2 separate regions of the Mus musculus genome follow, and region 1 is linked to region 2. Evidence: chromatin contacts called from public Hi-C data. All regions are on one chromosome and are shown on one strand. Each heading gives the region's core, a stretch centred on a gene start, on an enhancer-like site or on the middle of the called end of the contact. The rest is flanking DNA. Distances are from core to core; before and after follow the strand shown.

Region 1 (4,383 bases), core at 1,152-3,651, 140 kb before region 2:
GCTTTAATCCCTGGTAATTTCTCTTTATTATGTTATCAGCAGATGTGTTGCAAGTTGATTCAAAAGGAATATAAAAGTTGAAACAGTAAACAGTGGGGTTATCAGATAGTTTCCCAGATTTGATGAAAAATAAAATTAAAATCTTTTGTGAAATGCTCACCTGCAGAGTTCCTTACTGAAGGGAGCAAGGACATTGCCAGTGTGAATGAGGACCAGACCACAACGTGCCTCTGCAGCACACGCATGTAAAGTGTGTGTGTGTGATGTGTACACACGAGTGCCTGTGAGCACTTGTGCCACTGTGAATGCCATAAGATGATATGAAGTGCCTTCTGCTATCACTGACTGCCTTACTGTCTTGAGACAGGCTCTCTCGGTGGACTGGAACCCTGTAATTTCAGCTGAGTTGGCTGGGCAGGAATGTCCTGAGATCTGTCTCTGACTTCCCTCCCAAGGCTAGGTTTCAGGTCATCAAGCGTACACAGCAAGTGTTTTCTTACCCACTGAGGGAATCACCCCAACACTTACCTTTCGTCAGTTTTCTCCCATGTGTTTCTGTTTGTGTCCTCTGCCTCTGTGGGTGTGTTCATTAACAAAAGTGCTCAGAAGAGGGATGCGCTTTCAATGAAAACTTCCATTTTGGACCTAACTCTACCTCTTATTAATGGTGTGACTACTTTGGGGATGAGTCACTTAATGAGGTGGTACACTGTCAGTCCTATCGGATATTGATAAGGCATCAGGGCAGACACTGGCTCTGGATGCTGTAATACACATAGAACTTCCTTAGAGCACTCTCTCATTTGACATTGAGCAGTCTGTCCATTCCTAACCCTATGTGAGGGTATCAGAGTGATGGCTCAGTCCTTCGCTGCCATGAACTCTCTGTGACTGGGAGTGCCAATTCCCTATCATGGTGAAAACAAAATCCACTAGTTAATAACTCTTCCTGAGCATCAATCCTGACAGGAAACACAAGAGGATGGTACTGTGTGTTCTGTATACTGTGGTTGTGTGCCTTGCTGAAACTTTGGTGATGGTGGTACAATTCAGAGATTTTTTTTTTTTTTTAAAGCTTGGCTGCTGCTCTTCATGGTTAACTGAGAGCATGTAGTCTCGCTTTTTGAGACAAGGTGCTAGGTACCCCTCCCTCACTGGCCCTGTCCTTCACAGGCGCCTGTGGACCAGCTTGCTTGGCTGAGGTTTCAGTTTGGAGGCCCACTTGGTGTGAGCAGCTTTCTAGCACATGCCTCTTGAGATCCTCTAACAGTGGGGCAGGGGTGGTGCATGCCTGGATCCTAACACCCAGGGCAATTGAATCTACAGTGACTTCCAGGACAGTCAGGGCTACACAGAGAAACTCTGTTGCAAACAAACAAAAATGATCCTCTTACAGAGACAGTCTACAGGCTTCTGTTGATTCCCAATTCCCTCCCACCTTCATAAAGCTTACTCTCTCAAAGTGTTCAGAGTGTAATGTCTCAGCTCACTGGGCATTTGGGGAACTGTCCTAGGTGCTGAATTGAACTTTGCTTTCTTGGCCTCTGCTTTCATAGTCTTGGGGTTAGAGGTGAGTGCTACCACACCCAATTTGTTTAGTTCTTTAATGTGGAAACATATGGGGGCTATGGCTACTTTCTGCCTGTATTGGCTTGGGTTTGTTTCTTTTGCTTTTCAACATTACAGAATAAACTTGGACAGAATAACTTGAGGTCTTTGCGTTGCCCTTGAAGCACGTGTTATCTATCCATGGTCTGCACCGCAAAGGCCATATGATAATTATTCTTTGCCAGGAACTTCGCATTGGTTTGTTGGTTTGTTTGCTTGCTTATTACTCTGAGAGGTGAACTTAGGGCCTCACACACTCTAGGCAACATTCTACCATCGAGCTCTGTTCCCAGCCTGGAACTCCTTTGCAGAAGCAAAAATTAAGTTCCTGAATTTGAATCTGATTTGCAGAGCCCCAGCTCCCTACAAGTTGCTATGTGCTGATGCAGGGTTACTGGGTTTTTTTTTTTTTTTTTTTCATCAAAACTTGGCTTTTCTAGAAGCTATTCTTTTCCTAGTGACTGGCAGGAATCATTACTCTCTGTGGCAAGGAACCAAAAGTTGGCAGGAGCCTTACAATAATTGTCCAATTGGATTTATTTTTTTTAAATTCTCATGCCAATTTCCAAATTATCTTCAGTTACAGAGCTTCTGTTTTCTGTAAAAGGTTGAAAGTGAGAGAGATGCATGCAGCTTCGGTCCTGCCCAGGTTAGCTGTGGAGGCACCAGAGGTCCTTCCTCAGCACACTCTGGACAGAAGCCAGCATCACAGTATATCCTAGAACTGAGCCAGGAGCAGAAGGCAGTTTCTGTCTGGTTTGGAGATGCGTACATTGTGACTGACTCCTTCAGTGTGTGGAAGAGCCAAGGATCCCTTTGTATCCCTGGGCAGGAAGCACTGAGGGTCCAAGCAGTCGCAGCTGAGCTTCTTGCCTCATTCTTGCAGCATGAATTGACAAACACTAGAAGGTCTGACCTCTATCCGTGAAGTAATTTCTGAATATCCCTGAAATAGAGGTGTGAGCTGAACCCCATCATTTCATGCCCCCCCCCCAGTGCTCTTCCTGTGTCCCTGCCTTCCAGCCTGTGCCAATTTGATAATAACAAGCCCAGAACAAAACACATCTGTTTATTTTCTCTCATCTGCATTAACAACTAGAAATGATTTTGCTTGTTTGAGCTTCCCTCTGTCTAGATTCCTGATATTTATTTTGAATTTGCGTTTGGCAGAGTAAGATCTCAATGCATGCCAGGCTGACAGGTCTGTGTATTTGGTAGCCTGGGATGGGTTTTTCCTCACTCGCTCTGCTCTGCGGCTTTCTGTCTTTACAGTCTGACTTTTATTGTCCTGGATCAGCTGTCAGCAGTGAATGCACCTTTATTTCAGACTGAGCTGGATAAGATCACATCCATGTGTTCTGTTCCTTCACCTGCTCAGTTTACACACTTTGGTGTAACGGTGTACTAAGATATTAAAGACCCAGGATTGAGGGGGCTGGGAGAAAATGGGTCAGTAATCTAAATGAATGGCTTTATTTTGTTACTAATTTTCTAGATACACTTTTAAAAATGAGATATGCTTTACACACCAAAGGTCTTTTCTTATTTTACTTTTTGAAATGTTCTCGAGCTTTGGCTGTGCTGTGATGAGTAGCAGCACTTCCCTCTCGCCTGTGACATAACGGTGTACCGCAGGGTCAGCAGTGGTAGGAGGAGGCCTGTCAGCCGGTTAGGTGGTTCTTGGAATGGAATCTTTGAGCTTTTCTGAAATAGCTGCAGGAACCACCCATGTCCAGTGTCTGTGTAGATGCATGTGTAGAGCTTTCTAGGTTACTGTCGTGGCTGTAGCTGTAGCAGCTCAGTGCTGACCTCTCTGAGGAGCGGCTATAATGTTTTTCATGGGGAGCCTCGGAGCCGCCTGCTGTAACACACTGTCAGTGGTTGTCCTCATGCTCATGGACACTCCGTGCTCTTGATTGGCTCCTCCTGGAGAGCAGTGCTGTGTGTGGCGTACCTCTTCCTGCTGATGTTGAAAGTGTACGTCATCTCTGGGAAGATGTCTTACTCAGCTCCTTTGTTTATTTTTAAATGGAGTCATTTTTGTTTACTTGGCCAACATATGATTATGCTGTTTTGTTTTTTTTTTTATTTTAGCCATTGGGTTTTAAACCTCTATATAATATGGGTTCTAGATCCTTATTTCTGTCATTTAAAAAGATTTTTCTCGCATTGTGTGGAGTGTCTCTTTATGTTCCTAACACACTTGCTCTGGTGTGTGTGGGGGAGGGGGCTTGTGTATGCTAAGCATCTACTTCACTGCAGTATCCATTCTCCCTCAAACATTCTCGTTTTGATGAAGCCTAGTTCATCCCCTTTTCATATCGGAGTAGCTCTTGCCTGAGCCAAGCTCATGAAAGCAGACACTTACGTTTTCTGAGAGGTTAGACCTTAGACCTAATATCTCCTCCATTTTGAGATAATTTTGCAAATGTGTGAAGCAGGAGTTTGAATGCATCCATTCTGTATGACCGTGGTTAGTTGTCCTTCCACCAGTGGTGGAGAAGTCTCTCCTAAGCCCCCCTCAGTGATCTCTGTTGCTGTCATGTCTCCTGCTTTTGTGGACTATATTCCTACGTGGTTTACCTTGTCTGTTGTGCTGGTGATGGAACTCAGAGCTGCACACAAGCTAGGCACGTGCTTTACACCAAACTGCATCCTCAGACCACTGTTCTTTCCTCTGTTATAAGTGGAATTGATTTCCTTAGCTTACTTGTCATATCACTTATTGCTTATTCATAGAAATTAAACTTTTTTGTTTACTGAGTATATTACCCA
Region 2 (5,033 bases), core at 2,436-4,935:
TAAGGAACGAGGTAGCATATGCTATGCGCTGGACCAGAACACACTGAGGGCATCTGAGGCTCTGGACCCTGTGAAAGAGAGATGCTGGGGTCCATGGTAGACCGCTCACTCAGCACAGACGTTGTTAGTCTTCTCTCTAGACTTGTGCCGGTCATAACAGGAAGGTGAAATGGTGAACGTGGTTCTGCATCTTAAATTCTCTGCCACACTTCAAGTCCAGTTTTGCCTCAGGTTCTCAACGGAAATCCCCAGCATCCCTGGGAGTGACTCTTTCCAGCCAAATAGCTGGTCTCTGTTGTTCTCATGCTGTGCTCTCGGCCTTCGCTGCAGCTCTCTGTATCCGTAAGGCTATAAACTGTTATAACTAACACACTTCTTTCCCACTAGGCTTGAAGTCCTATGAAAGTGGAGGTCACAGTTTGTTTATATTTACCTTCTTAGCTCCTCCATAATGTCTGGTCGATAGGAATATCATCCAGTTACTAAGGGAATGGCCCCCGAGAAGGACATCTGTAAAGTGTAAGGCCAGAGCATCTTATTCTCATGGCTTTTTACCAGGCGCCCAAGCCTTCACCCTTAGGTTCTGTGCCTGGCTTTCTTGCTGTCACCTGGCCATTCCATTCTGCCTCTTCAGGGGAACCTCAGAGACCCTAGGACATGGTATCCAGCAGGAGGTGGCAGCACCTGCCGATACCTCCCCCCTTCACTTACTCATGGTGTGGTAGAAGAAGGGACAGGTGGGGTCAGAGACCGGCATGTGACACAACAGATCACCTCTGCCATTAAAAATGCTGCTGTAAAGAGAAAGGCTGCCCCACCCGGGAAAGTCACTTCTGCTGGTGATAATGTTCTTCTCTCACAAGAGAGCATCATCCACTGTGAGCAGCGGCAGTTCCACTGGAGAGTGACTCCTTGACACTCCAGGTGCCTTTCCAACCTGCATCTGTGAGTTTGCCCAGTTAGATCGTAGAATTGCAGTTGTGTTCTGAGGATCAAGTCCTGTGAACAGTGCGGGGCGCACTGACACACTGACACTCGGACTTAAGCTTGCACTTTGCGGAGAGTAGTGTTTGGATAAACGATTGAGTGCATGAGCATGGAAAGCCAAAGTGGGGCCCTAGGTCTCTGCTTAAAACATCTCCCTGCTGCTCTTTGGTGCACTGTGGGCCTGGTCTGTCTCTTGAAGCTCTTGGGCTTAGGCTAGCTGTTCCCTTTACACTTCACCTTTCAAGTTCTGCATTACCTTGTCCTGAATGACTTTCCAGAAGACAGCATCTTCATTGCTCTGTTTACACATGGAGTGTGTGTGGCTGGTAATCTTTAGAAAGCCTTTGTGGGCAGCTTTAGAGCATCTTCATTCAAGGTTGGTTTTACCCCGAGAATCCTCTTCCCCCAGGCAGTGGTGTGGATTTGGAGGGTCCTGCTCTTTCTCTTCATAATGAGATCGCCCTCATCCAGAAGTGTGCCGTGCCCCAGCTGAGATCTGGCATGTTGCTCACGGGGCCGGGGGCTTATCAGCTGAGCCAGCAGACAGCTGATCCAAGAAGACATAACACCACAGAGAAGTAGAGTGCACAGGCCATGAGACTTCAGGCTCACCGTGGGCGGAACCAGGCCTGGGCCTTTAACAAAGCTCCCCTTACTTCAGTGCCGTGGGCAGCAGTAGCCTGGTCAGTATTTCCAAAGGCAGATGAGAACGGGGTAAGGCTTGGGGCAGTCGTTGGAGCCAAATGTGACCACGTTTTTCTTTAAAGGAGAAGGGAAAAAACAAAGGGAGTCCCAGAAGACATCTGGCAGAAGAGTTGAAACTGAGCATGTGGGGAATGAGGGGAGAGCACGGCTGACCTGTGCCGAGTTTCCAGCTCCTGTGGAGGGCTCATCCCTCACTGGGCTCAGGCTCATGATCCTCTTTTCTCTGCCTTCCAAGTGCTAGGACTCTAGACGTGTGTGCTCTCAGCTGGTCTGGTGTTTAAGGGAGGTCATTGGTGCTGTCCTGGGGTTGACCTGAGGGTGATGTTCAGTTGTTTGTGGTGCAGACCTTAAAGTCAAGACTAGAAGTTCATTTCTGTGAACTTGCCCAACTTTTGGTGATTTTTCAAAAGAAGAATTAGTTTAAACAATAGCAAGAGGGAGACTGGAGTCTTGTGCCAGAGAGAACCACTGTGCTCACAGCTGCCATGTAGAGGGAGGTTTGCCATAAATGCCTGTTTTCCAGGTCTGTCTGATTACCTTTGCAGCTGACTTGTGGGTGTTTCTGTTTCTTGCCTGTACTCCACAACCTATAGTCCAACTCCTGCTCTGTTATCTTTGTTGATGGGTGAGTGAGTTATCAGTGTGGTTGGTCTCTCCTGAGGCTTCAGTGTGCATCTGAAGCCTTTCTATTAGGATGCCTTATCTGAGTGGCTGAAAGGCCTGTTGTCTAAGGCACATGCTGCATTTCAGTGTCAGATGGATCTGATTCTTGCTAAGTGCTCAGGCCCGTCTGTTCCTTCTCTGACTTCATTTCTTCTGAGTGTCCTCCCCTCTCTGTAGGGACGTTTGGAAGGCATATGAGACTGCAGCTCTGCTGACAACATGGCTAGCTTGAGAAAAGCCATCATGTTCTGACAGGTTCATTGCTCTTGTCTGCCGTACACTGCACCCCACATAATGCCTGTGGCACCTCCAGCCTGGCCAGGCAAAAGGATTTGGATCCATGTCCATGTCCTGGCTGTGCTCAGGGCTCATTGCGATGTTGAGCAGGAAGGAAAGATGGTGGTGATGGCTTCCTGAGGGGAGACCTTTGGACGGAAGTGACTGAGTCACGGCAGGCAGACGGGTGCTGATTTACCTGTCTGCTAGTTTATTTTCTTTTGGGAGTCAGTGTTCCAATTTACTGCATTCCTTGGAGGTTTGACATATCAATTAGATATTATCGACAGTAATAGAGGGGCAGTTGCTGTAAATGTGAAGTTTTTACTGGTAGGCCATGAAATGACACCCCAAGGGACTGTAACAGAGAGGCATGATAAATATCATGTTACCTAAACACCGGCAGAAGGCCTGATTAATAGGGGAGAGTGACTCTGTCTCCAACCGTAAAGTGGTATTTATTCATGTGCTGTCAATCAGACCTTCTGTTCTAATTGGCTAAAAGGCTAAATCAACAAGATCTGTTCATAAACCAGGCTAAGGTAGGAAGAAAAGCAAAGGTAAATCATAATCAGAGGCTTGTTTACTGACTGCGCCCGCCCACCAGCCTGCAGATCTGGCTGACCTTGAGAGCCGCCTTCTACCCTCTGGACACAGCCTGGAGCACGGGTAGGGAGGGGCAGAGATGCTGCCATGCCCAGGGGCACAAGTGGAAGCCCTTGAGCTCAGTTTGGGGTGGCAAAGCTGAGTCTCGGTGTAATGAGACCTCCGTGGCTCTCGCTGCTGCGGTTTTAATGTATGGCTCTTGTTTTGCTCGACACTTGTAAAAGGAAGAATTACTTTCAGAAAGACAAATATATTTCCACACTAACAGTTTTATAAAGATGTCAGCGAATAAGTACGAGCACCATTAAATCACATTTTAAAGGCAGACACCTCATAATAAATCTGCATTATCAAGACTCCTTTCTGAATGAGTCATACACTGTAAAGCTTTATGAGGGGTGAGGGGAAGATCCCTGCTGGCCAGAACAGTGTATATTGTCAAACCCTACAGAAAGGATAGCTGCCAACCCCACGAGAACGTGAGCGGGGACACCATTCCTTAGCTAGCTCAGGAGGAAGCCAGTAAATCCCAGCACAAAAATTTTCTACCCTGCTTGTAATGGAGCTGGCAAGGATCAGACTCAGGAAAGCACAGTGAGGGAGGAGGCGTATCCTGGGAGGCCCACAGCCCCTCCAGAACGGCTGCTCACCTCACATCAGCTGCCAAACGCCGTGCAGTTGACCTGCCAGAGGCTCATCCTAGACTGTGAGGCGCTGTAGCTGTAGCTGTGTGTAGTTACCCTGATGGCCAGCGAGCTCATAGCCATAGATATCAGGCTATTTTAGGCACAGACCGCCATTTCAACTCATGCATCTGATATTCCACATTACCATGTTAAACAGCACAGGAAGCCATCATATATGTCGTACCGAAAATGCACTAGCAAAGAGGACCTGTCAGCCCCTGGAGAGGAACTCAGAAAAGAGGGGCAGGAGATGGTGGGGAGACACGCCCTTCTCCAAAGAGTGTGTGAAATTTGGGTCATTGGGGTGCAGAAAGGCAAAGTAAAAGTTTAGCTGGTGGTTTGGGTAGCAGGCCCCGCTGCTTTCGTCTGCCCTTTGTGTGAATGCTGAGCTCACAGAGGAGCAGAGCCCTCTCACCCCAGCTGCCTTTCCGTATTCCTGATGAAGTCTGAAGCGTGCTGTGGTGGGTTGTGCAGTAAGATGACAAGTGAGGGCTGGGATTGCGCAATGGAAGAATTGGGGATTGGAAGGATGGAGTTCAGAGGGCTAACTTGGTGGAGAGAGTGATTAGCCTAAGAAGACTAAGCGTCAAAGCAACAATAAAATACCATCTCCCCCACTCTGCCTGGGAAGCAGCCTCGCTGTTCTTGACAAACCAGACATCATCTCAGATGCCATACAAAGGGCCACTCAGCCTAGAGACTGATGTCAGTACAGAGCAAGAGCAGACAGCCTATCTACAGCCCTGCTCAGTGAGCGGGTGGCTTTCCCAAACCTGATAAACAATGCCCTTTACCATTAGAAACTATCACTAAGTTCTTGTGCTAAGAAGCACAGTTTATTGATCAATTGAGATTTCAAATTAAGGAACATTAGATGAAGACAACCAGTGCTGTGTTTCTGAAATTGCCCTAGAGTATCTTCTGTTTTTGCCAAAGTCTGGTCCCGCCACCCACTCTTCTGCTGAAGGCCCCTGGTAGCCAGCAGTCCAGACCAGGACCGTAGAGACATAATATGGGCCTCTCTACTGGGACGGTCTCTGTATCTCAGGGGCAAAAGTCAAGATAAGCTGTCTTTGGCAGGGAAGCCTGCCAAGGTCAGGGGGCTGTTCA

Evidence for each region. A called contact is a pair of places that touch in the nucleus more often than the background predicts.
Region 1: a Hi-C map of the N1E-115 cell line shows a contact between it and region 2, with 1.6 times the contacts expected there. The contact joins two enhancer-like sites. A contact is called at or near these places in 3 of 484 Hi-C or Micro-C datasets (the CH12 cell line, the N1E-115 cell line and nephron progenitors) and 1 of 9 other capture datasets (embryonic stem cells).

Annotation. Positions count from the first base shown.
Region 1 is chr17:30,387,014-30,391,396 of GRCm38.p6, reverse strand. All of the region lies in intron 6 of Btbd9 (BTB (POZ) domain containing 9), which reads left to right. Among named protein-coding and RNA genes, the nearest start is that of Btbd9, 190 kb to the left of the region's middle. Within about 2 kb of position 2,401, at least 17 of the 459 cell types and tissues checked have an H3K27ac peak or open chromatin away from gene starts, as enhancers often do. A contact at or near this core is called in the N1E-115 cell line, where this site is marked.
Region 2 is chr17:30,243,738-30,248,770 of GRCm38.p6, reverse strand. All of the region lies in intron 9 of Btbd9 (BTB (POZ) domain containing 9), which reads left to right. Among named protein-coding and RNA genes, the nearest start is that of Zfand3, 240 kb to the right of the region's middle. Within about 2 kb of position 3,685, at least 19 of the 459 cell types and tissues checked have an H3K27ac peak or open chromatin away from gene starts, as enhancers often do. A contact at or near this core is called in the N1E-115 cell line, where this site is marked.